Regions from separate parts of the Macaca mulatta genome. Here region 1 is linked to region 2. Evidence: chromatin contacts called from public Hi-C data. All regions are on one chromosome and are shown on one strand. Each heading gives the region's core, a stretch centred on a gene start, on an enhancer-like site or on the middle of the called end of the contact. The rest is flanking DNA. Distances are from core to core; before and after follow the strand shown.

What was found. Hi-C and Micro-C count contacts between places; a contact is called where the count stands out from the background.
Region 1: a contact with region 2 is called in a Hi-C map of fetal cortex germinal zone, with 3 times the contacts expected there. The contact joins the enhancer-like site here to the promoter of BCL2L11 in region 2. A contact is called at or near these places in 7 of 14 Hi-C or Micro-C datasets (CD4 T cells, blood, cortical neurons and 4 more).

Annotation. Positions count from the first base shown.
Region 1 is chr13:21,562,452-21,567,653 of T2T-MMU8v2.0, reverse strand. All of the region lies in intron 1 of LOC106993126 (a long non-coding RNA gene), which reads left to right. Among named protein-coding and RNA genes, the nearest start is that of BCL2L11, 330 kb to the right of the region's middle. Within about 2 kb of position 2,398, at least 6 of the 40 cell types and tissues checked have an H3K27ac peak or open chromatin away from gene starts, as enhancers often do. A contact at or near this core is called in fetal cortex germinal zone, where this site is marked.
Region 2 is chr13:21,229,671-21,234,327 of T2T-MMU8v2.0, reverse strand. BCL2L11 (BCL2 like 11) reads right to left here and starts at 2,530. Exons shown (of 4, transcript XM_077958993.1): 1 at 2,304-2,530. LOC144333642 (acyl-coenzyme A oxidase-like protein) reads right to left here. Exons shown (of 6, transcript XM_077958760.1): 5 at 4,110-4,250; 6 at 3,910-4,108. The coding sequence ends at 4,049.

The DNA.
Region 1 (5,202 bases), core at 1,149-3,648, 330 kb before region 2:
CAACACAGGCAGGCTCCCTCTGGCACAGGGTGATTGCATCGTAGACCTGGCCCAGCGTGACAGAGAAGCAGTTCTTAATGGCCATCCATCTTTCAGCAAGAGTGCCTTCCCATTTTCCTTGCTCTGCCCATGAGAACGTTCAGCCGAACTTAGGTGCCAGACATGTTCTACTCTCGATTGTGAAGATTATACACACTCTCACCTTCTGAGATAAATGTTATTAAATTGGATAAACAACATTGTGTCGTTTTGCTTTTCTGTTTTATCTCAAGATCCTGCTGACATGGCTAACAGGGCAACCTGTGAAAAGATTTTTATTCGTGTCTACATCAGTGTGAAAGGCTTCATCCTGGTGTGTACTAATCACTTAGACAGTGGTATGAATAAATGAAGGAATGCGTTGACAAACTGATATGCAAGGTGATTCCGGAAAGGCACACCTCCTGGGATAAATATGGTGACAGTGGTGAGTCTGCTGTAGGTCTATTAAGGTCTTGCTCTTAGCAGAGATCCAAACACCCAATGCTGAAGACAGTTCCTCTTTGCTTTAGAAAGCTTTGTGCACAGGAGATGGCAAACTGCATCTTAAAAACTGAGAGTCCCATAAACGCATGCCAAGGTCCATGGTGCTCCAGGCAGGGTGCTTGGTGCCGGAGAGACAGAGTGAACTGAGCTGGCCATGGCATCTGTCCTGGAGAAGTCACACTCCAATCAGAAAGGCAGGAATGTGGACCAGACCTACAGCCTCCGGGGAAGGGTGTCCATAAGCTGCGAGGTGGTGGACACTGACTCTAATGGCAGAGGTGTGGTAAGAAGGCAAGGACATCTGCAATCCTTCTCTAACTCTTGACTTATTGTTATCTGCTGCAGGTTAACCACCCCTCTGTTAACTTCCTTCTCTCTAAGGAGGATATTAAGAGTAGTTGCCTCAGAAGGTTGAACAAATTTGATAATTTACAGAATGTGTAGTTGTCCCTTGGTATCCATGGGGAATTGGTTCTAAGATCGCTTATGGATATCAAACTCCAAGGATGCTCAAGTTTCTGATACAAAATGGCACAATATTTGCCTGTGACCTACACAGATCCTCTCGTGTACTTTACATCATCTCTAGATTACTTATAATATCTAATACAACGTAAATACTGTGTAAACACTTGTTATGATATTTTTATTTTATTTTTATTGTTTTATTATTATTTTTAAATATTTCAATCCATAGTGGATTGAATCCAGTAATGTGGAACCCGCAGATAAAGCGGCCAAGATACCTCAAGGAGTGGCAGTTCCAGCATTGCCCATCTCCCTGCACCAATCTCTGCCAACCTCGGAACTGTGGTTCAGTGCTAAGCTAGAGAGTAGGTTCACACCATCCATCCCACCACCATGATCCCATTCGGCAGATGCTCACCCAGCATCAACTCTGAACCAAACACCGTTCTGGGCAGGGGCAAAGGTGAGAAGCACAGACCTTGGCCCTGCCCTCCCCTCCTCAGAAGCCCAGCAAAGCCATTCTCCACAGGTGGGACTCCACTGCCCAAGGGAAGCCTGAGGCATGAGGCCTGTGTGTTTCTCAGTGACCAGGTCCATCCTCCCAGTGCCAGGGAAAAGGAGGTGCCCCTCAAACCACAAAGTAATCCTTGGACTTCTCTTTTACCTGAGGTGGTGGCAGCTGGAGAGAGCCCCACTTGCTCATCTCCACCAGCTTCCCAGTCCCTGCAACCAGCAGTGGCCAGCCTCTGGCCACCCCCATGAAAGCACATAAAAGGGTTGGGGGAAGCCGCAACCCCAGAATTGAGGTGAGCTGGAGTTTGAGGACATAGGTTGCTTTTCACTTATCTCTGGCAAGAACCATATTACAGATCATTGGTACAACAACGATTTCATGCTTCTAATTGAATACTGATGAAAAATTGGCAATGGTTTCTCAGTTACTTCTTGGAAATAAATTGTGGGTAAATAACATCTGCTTAAAGCTTGGAAACCCAGTTTCCTTTGGTTTGTGTTTTTAAATCTTTGACGATGCGGTTTGCCTTTTTACTCCAAGAAAAAAAAATACAATTAAGTAGAGGCTGACAACTAGGTGAGATCCACAGCCAAGCTATTCTAAGAGCCTGAAGTCACCCTGGACACCCAGGTTGATGACAAAGGGCAGAAATTCAATATGGAAATAGGATCCACTCCAAACACACCATCTCTGACATTATGATGAAGAGAATATGTATTTCATGACAGGGCAAATGTTGCCATCCTTCTGAGGGAAAATGTAAATGAGGATGCTTTTAGGGATGATTTCTACGTTGTCACTAAACTGAGATGTTTGTGCTTGCTGGTGCCAAGTGAAGATTGCTGTTGCTGTTGTTTTCTCGCAGTGATTAGGGTTCATTCCCTAGCAACAGGCAGCAGCAGAAAGGAAGCTTCGCAGGCAGAGTCACCGAATAAACGCAGTGGGAGCAGTGTCAACAACAAACCAGTGATGAAGGGAGGGGCATGTGGGGCATACCACATCGCCTCTCTGGCTTTCGTCTGCACCTGGGACCAGAGGCAGGTGGGAAGGAGACCTTGACAATGTGGGAAGTCCCTTTGATTTGCTGCAATGGAGGAGTTCACATTTTACTGTGCAGTCTAGCATTGCCCATTCTGGATTGGCTCCATCAGACACGCTTTTGTGCTTTACTGTAATTCTTTCTTTATTTGTCCTCCTCGAAACTGATCCGTAATGCCGATTTGCTGATAACTGTCCCTGGGACTTTGGTGTGCTGGCTCAGAACCCCAGTCTAGTCTTCAAAGGAGCTGACAGAATGGGGTGTCTCAGCATGGAGGACCCAGAAGCAGAGCTCCCTGGTGCTTTGGGGGAGAGTGAAGCCCTTCATTCCATTCCTCCTTGCAGACCAGCTTTCCTGGTATTCTTGCACTGCTTTTTGTAACGTCTCAAATGAAGGCCACAGCTCAGGCAAGTAGAAGAGAGCTCCTAAGAAATGAAGTCTGGTTGCCTTTGAATTTATAAAATAATCAAAATTGCTAGTTCCTGCTAAGAAGACAGGTACAGAACAGGTGACAGGACACAGTTATTACTGTCCCCTGCTTGTTCCCTGGGCTCCTGGCCTTCCACCTTTTCTAGCTGCTGTTAGAACCCTGGTTGGGGACTTCCTCTGGCCTGACTCTCCTGGGCTTGAATGGCAACTTATTGACAGATTTCATGCCACAGGTCTTTCTCAAACAAGATGATTAACAATGGAATAATTGGGCTTGAGAAGAAGGCCTTTTTAAAGCAAACTATGGAAAATAATTGATGAGTAGTACAGTTTTATAAAACTTTTTTTTTTCTATGACCCTTTAAAAACTATGTTGCTAACTGCGCATCACACTGCATTCACATCCTAGGACTAACACCCCTTGACCTCTGCCATATGAATTAAGGTAGAAGAAGGGTCATAAGTAACAAAGTTTTGAAGTTGAGTGAATCTTTTTTTCCTGTAACTTGACTGACCATTTCCCTTTCTGTTTGAGAGATCTGCGCGGTCCTGTGCATGAGGTTCTGTGGTTCACGTGTGTTATCGGCTAGAGTGCTGATTTCACTTGGGTCTGTTCCGGTTTGTCCTAATTTCTCTTTTAGAGCTTAATTATAATTTCCAACAAATTAGGCAAGACAGAAAGTGACATTTTCATCATAGATGGAGTGAATGGATGACTAAACATTCACCAGACGTCATTCTTGTAACAGTTCAATGGTAGTGATTCATGTCTGCATCTCTTGATAAAATATAAAGCATTAAATCTTGATTGCTAAGCACACTGACAAAATGACTGAACCATGTTCCTGGTTGAAGATACCTGACGGTCGACGTTTATCTGGGATCTTTTGCTGCTGCTTTGGTATGACTTCTATCGAGATAGCTTTCAACGAGGTAGAACGTTTGCTTTCACTCTGGGTTTTCCTTGGTTTCGACAATTTTTAAGTGTTAAGTGAAGGAAATCCCGTCTTGTCAGAATGTTCTTTTCAATACAAATTGCAGTGAAGTAACGGGCTAGAAAGATGTGGATCCTTCTTGATTTCAGGAAGCACACGCCTGTCGGCAACTCTGTCTACCTGGCCTGTGTTCACTGCGGTATTTTTGCCTCTGTCACCATCCTTGGGACTAGGTGCAAAAATAGGCTTACGTTCCACGTGTCACCCACCGCTTCACTTCCTTTTCAATAGATCATGCGTAAGGAGGTGAGAGGACATGGGAAGAATTGCTATGAAGTAAATAGCAGTTAAATCTTTTCAGCCAGGGGTGGTGGCTCACGTCTGTAATCCCAGCACTTTGGGAGGCTGAGGCGGGTGGATCACCTAAGGTCAGGAGTGTGAGACCACCCTAGCCAACGTGGTGAAACTCCGTCTCTACTAAAAAATACAAAAATTAGCCAGGCGTAGTGGTGGATGCCTGTAATCCCTGCTACTCAGGAGGCTGAGACAGGAGAATTGCTTGAACCCGGGAGGCAGAGGTTGCAGTGAGCTGAGATCGTGCTATTGCACTCCAGCCTGGGTGACAGAGTGAGACTCTGTCTCAAAAAAAAAAAAAAAAAAAAAAGAGTTAAATCTTTTCAGATTTCTAGGCTGGAAATCAACAGAACAAGATCTGCTAGCAGAAGTTGTTATATCTCAACTAAGTATAGACTGGAGACGAATCTGACAACCTGTGACATCTTTAAATGTCAAACCCACCGCACATCACAGATGACATCGTACCTAATGATCAAACTCCCTTTAAAATATACTTCATGTAAATACATTTTTGCGAAACCACAAGCTGTTTCTCTCAGTTTTGTTTTCAGCTGGCTTTGATAAGGAGATTGGTTGGCAGCCTACAGCTAATTAAGCAGCTTTCAAGCCAACATCAATGAAAGGTTTTAGGTGACTATCAGAATTACACTCCACTCTTCATGGTCCACGGGTATCCACTATGCCTTTTAATTGTGCCAACAGACCCTGTCAGAAGAGAATGATCACACTAATTCGAGTTTACAACCAAAATCATCCTGTTTTCAGTGGTGTAGATCCAGTGTCTGCATCTGTCTTGTCAACTCACAATAGCATTAGAACAGGGGGCTGGATTTATGCTCTAAGAAATGCAATTTGCCTTTCTAAGCTCACTTATATATATTTGTATCTAACATATTATAAATTTCTTAAACTTGTTACACATTTAATTTTATAAC
Region 2 (4,657 bases), core at 1,281-3,780:
GATAGCCTGGCCCCAGGGACCGCGCAGGTTCTGCTGGCCGCGGCTAGTCCCCTGCGCGGTCCAGGTGGTCAGGGGAGGACCTAGATCTCTCGCTGTCAGTGGATCGTGTGGATGGCACTGTCCGCAAGACTCCTGCAGAGCAAGCAGGGGCCCCAGGTACGCTTGAGAAACCGAATGCAACAGCGGCCCCGAAACCTTGGCCTGAATGAGTAAAAGGAAAAGCCCTGTCTCGTCAGTTAAATCACCACCGCAGTTCCGCAAATCCTCCGCAACAGGCCCGCGCGCCCAAAAAAACCAAGACGCGAAACACGCTCTCACTGCGCGGCCGCTACCGTTGGGGCGCCGGAGCCGGCGGCGAGACTTTCCGGCTGGGCGCAAAGCCGGGTACTACGAGCCGGTCCTCAGCTCCCAGGCCGGTGCCGAAAAGCACGCGCTGCCTCTCCTCCTCCCCGGACGTGCGACCCTTCCCCAGGCCCGCGCGAAGCATCCCGGCCCAAGCCACTTGGCCAAGAGCCCGCAGGCTCCGCGCGAACGACCTTTCTCTAAAGAGAACCTGCCCGAGGGAACCCGACCCACATGGATCCCCACCTCCCGCCGGCGACAAGCGGGGCCGATGCTAGCGTCTCCGCTCGCACGTGCACGGGAAGCGGGCAGTAGGTGGTGGCGTTCGGGCTCCAGCGCTAGTCTTACATCGGTGCCAGGCCCGCACCGCGGGATTTGGAGGTATTTACCTTGCGTTTTTCAGTCCGAGAGTCAGAGTTAGACATTTGGGGGAACAAGGGCCAAGGGAAGGGCGCCGAGGCGGTGGCGGCGGGAACTCAGCAAACCGAATACCCCGATGATGCGATCGCAGTGTGGCAGGGTTCGCAGGGTGACTGCAAGAATCGACTGGTGGCAGTGGCGGCGGCGGCGGCGGCAGCGGGCTGGACGCAGACCTCCAACAAACTGCAGACCCGGCGGCGGCGCAGAGCGAAGTGAAACCTGCGCTGCCTTGCAGCCCAGCTCTGGCTGGCGGCCCCGCTCCTGCGCCCAATCACTGCGGACCCCGCCCCCGCTAGGTCCCGCCCCGGCGCGCGGGCTGGCAAGCTCCGCCTCCTCGGCGCCTAGGCCGCCGGCGCGTGCAGGCTCGGACAGGTAAAGGCGGGGGTGGCCCCGTTGGGTTGCCTCCCGCGCGCGCCGCCGTCCCTGGCGTGTTTACCGGAGTGACTCTGCCTGCTGGCGGCCATGTGCGCGCCCATCCCCCACCCCGAAGTGTACCCTGGCCTCCCGCTCACCTCCCCCAACCCTGTGGCGGCCGCGGCGTGCGCGGCACAGAGGGGGCGCTCCGGTCACAGCCTCCGCTGGCCGGGCCCGCTGTGGAAAGTCTCAGGAGGTGCCCTGCGCCCTCACTGTGCCCTGAGTTTCTAAGCCGCTCTGGGGCAGGCGCGGGGACTGGGTCGGTCGTCGGGAAGGCGCGGGGCGAGGTCTTTGAGCTCGCCCGCTCTGAGGGTCCCTGGCGCCGGGCGAGACGCGGATCAGCTGGCTGCGCATCTTCCTCGCCCCAGCCTCTCGCGGGACTCAGGCACGCCCCTCCTGCCACCCCGCAGGGGCTCTCCAGCTTTTCTTCCGCGCCCAGTCTCCCTAAGAGACAGAGCCCGTGGGGGCAGGACGTGCCCAGAAAATGGCCAGGCGCGGTCCCAGTGGGCGTCTTCACCGCCTCCTGGGTGAGGGCGGGAGGCATGTCAGCAGAGCAGGTAAAATAGGGAAATGAAAAAGGCACTCAGAAAAAAAAAAATCCTTTTAGGAAAAACAAACACAAAAAACCGAGGTGAGTGGCGGCCTCCAAGTGAGAGAACGTTGCGCACTACATTCGGCTAGGACCCCCAAGATTTGCTGGGCTCGCAGATTACCTCGTAGGAGCTGTCCCTGGACGGGATGAGGCCAGTGAAGGCAGAACGGCTGAGTTCGGGACGCGGTGTGGGAGCGCAAAATACCCTGTTCCTCCTCCCCGCGCGGTCCCCCCCCCACCCATTCCCTTTCCTCCTTGGAGTCGGCGGCACCACACTCTCTGCCTCCCAGGAGACCAAACTCCACGCCGCCTCTCCAGTCCTCAGAGTCTGCACCCGGCTCTGCTCTCCCAACGCGTGGCTGGTGCCCCCAACCCCGGCCCTCCTGTCTGCTCCTCGCGCGCCTCAGTTCCCCAGCCCTGGCTTCTAGATCACGGCAGCGGGGATGTGGGAGGTGGATCGGGAAATGGAGCATCCCGAAGGTGAGGTCAGGCTAGATGGATTAAGAAAACTCTGTAAAGGGACCACCCTACCCACCAGCGCAGCCAGCGGGGAGAAGGAAGGGGCCTTGTCGTAGAGCAGCAAGTGAGGAGGTGCTGTCCTGCCGTCCGGCCACTTGGATCAGTTTTTAAATTCATAAGCGCTTCTGTAACGTCAGTGGGACACAGCACAACCTCAGGCCAAAGTCTCAGCGCATTTTCGGGTGAATTCTGAGCGAGGTGCAGGAGGCCTTGCGTTCCCGGAGTCGCTGGAGGACGCGCGTCGGGCCCCGCCCAGTTATTTCGCTGCAAGAGGGAAAAGGCACGGGCGTGGACACGGCTAAGTAGACTCGGAGGCCAGAGATCTGTCCTAACGGGGCCTCGAAGTTCCTACTGCGGGCGAACTTTGCTCTTCGGCCGTCCGGCGTCGCAACTGGGGAGAAGCAACGCGACCTGCCGTTTGGGCTGAGAGCCTGAAGGTAGCCGAACGCCGCAATGCTCCGCGCTCCCCGCGGGGTCGGGCGACTCAGACAGGGACCGGAAAAGAACCACGCAGAAGAAAGCCCTATTTCTTGTCGTCTGTTCCTGTGCAGCCTTGCAGCCTTGCAGCTTCGCCGCCCCCGCGTCGCTCGCTCTCGCGACCCTGTGAACACTTTGAAAAACAAGAGAGTCGGGGGGAAGCAACGGGCTAAGTGCTCCTATTTGGGGCACTAAAAGGAAGCTGGCCAGAGGTGGCGGGTTCATATGTCCCCCGAGACCCAGGCCGCGTCAGGGGCCTCGAGCCCTTGCAGCCTTCTCCCGCGGCGTCGGGAGGTCCTCCCGGAACTGGGCCAGAGCGCAGAGAACGCAGAGACGGGCCCATGGGTTTTAGGTCACCTCCCTCGCAGTGGACGCGGGCAGAGCGGTGCCAAGAGACGTGGAGGGAGGGAGAAGGGAGGATGATTTGGACTGAAAGAAACAAGAATGAAGTCGGGCAGCTGGGATCTGAGAAATGGGAAATCCATGGCCCTTGCCCGGGACCACAGGCGGTGCCGTCGTCTCGCCTAGTTCCGAAATTGCCCAGGCCCGCCTCCCCGCCGTCTGCAAGCAGCGAGAATGACTTCCACATCGCTTAATTTCTTTATTAAACTTTTCACCTATGCTCTTCTAAAGGACAGATTACAGCGTCAGATGGTAAAAATGTTTTCCGCGCCTTGTCTTGCTGTACGGAAACCGCCGGCCTGGAAGGACATGCCGAGTTCTTGTTTTGCCGAGAGCAAAACTCTAGGCTCTCATTTCCTTCTCCCAGTCCGTGCGTTTCCTTACAGAGCCCCAGAGCGTCTGATTCACTGAAAAAGCATCACTTGCTGAACCGAACCTTTTTGCCCGCTCACGGAAAGAGTGGAGCTTTTTTCTTTTGTCTAAGAGTGTTTGCTTTTTTTTTTTTCTTTCACTCGGCACCACAGTTTTTCTAAATCACTGGGAATGTGAGTCACCGCTAACAGCAGGAGACCTTTGGCGGCACCCGGCTGTGGGGCGCGCTCGCAGCGGGGAGCCCACCCTGATTGTCTAGGGGATCGGGCACAGAAGTTGGGAGAGGTTGCAGTCAGGCCAGGCTGGATTTCAGGGAAAGGGCACAGAGATCCAGCGCACTAGGCGACCGTCTTGATCTGTTTTCTAGCAGCCAGCGGCGCGCCTCGCCAGCCTCGGCGGGACCTTCGCTTTGCCACCAAAATCCCCCCGGCCTCGGCCACAGCTCCGGGCGTCAGTGGAGCGAGCGTCGTGGCAGCTGCAGGCGGGTCACCACACTTCCCGCCACACCCGTTAGAGCTTGGCTCCCAGCTTGGGCCGCTGGGAGCGCGCCCCTTCCCGTGGCAGCGGCTGGCAGCGGTGCAGGGTAGAAAGCCCACGCGAACCGCGGGTTGGAGATTCCGGCGATTGGTGCGTGGAGGTTGGTGTGTGGAATGTTAAAGGCGGGGATCACCCTCAGGGCATCATCCTTCACCGAGTCGCACACATCCAGCAACTGCAAAACACGACACAATGGGACAGGTCAGATGTTGGCACACTTACAAGCCGTTAGTGCCAGCGGCTTTCCGCCCACCCCCAAGCACCCGCACACACAGCGGCCCCGGAAACTAGTTTCCCTTTGGATTCTCCTGTGGAAACTGTTGGCCATGAATAACCCTCGGAAGCCTTTTTTATTTTAGACATTCCCAACTCTGACACCTAGCCTAGTGGAAACCCAGGCTTTTTCTGTAAGGGGGTGGGCGTGGACGTGGGGGCGGCTTTGCCCCCAAATTAGCCGGGAACTCGAGACCAAGGTCTGAGAATTTATTAATGTTCCCTCCTTGGTCCTTCCCTCCCTAGTCCTTCCCTCCGCTCCTCTCTCTTTTCCTCCTCTGCCGTCCCCACCTCTCCACCTCTGGAGTG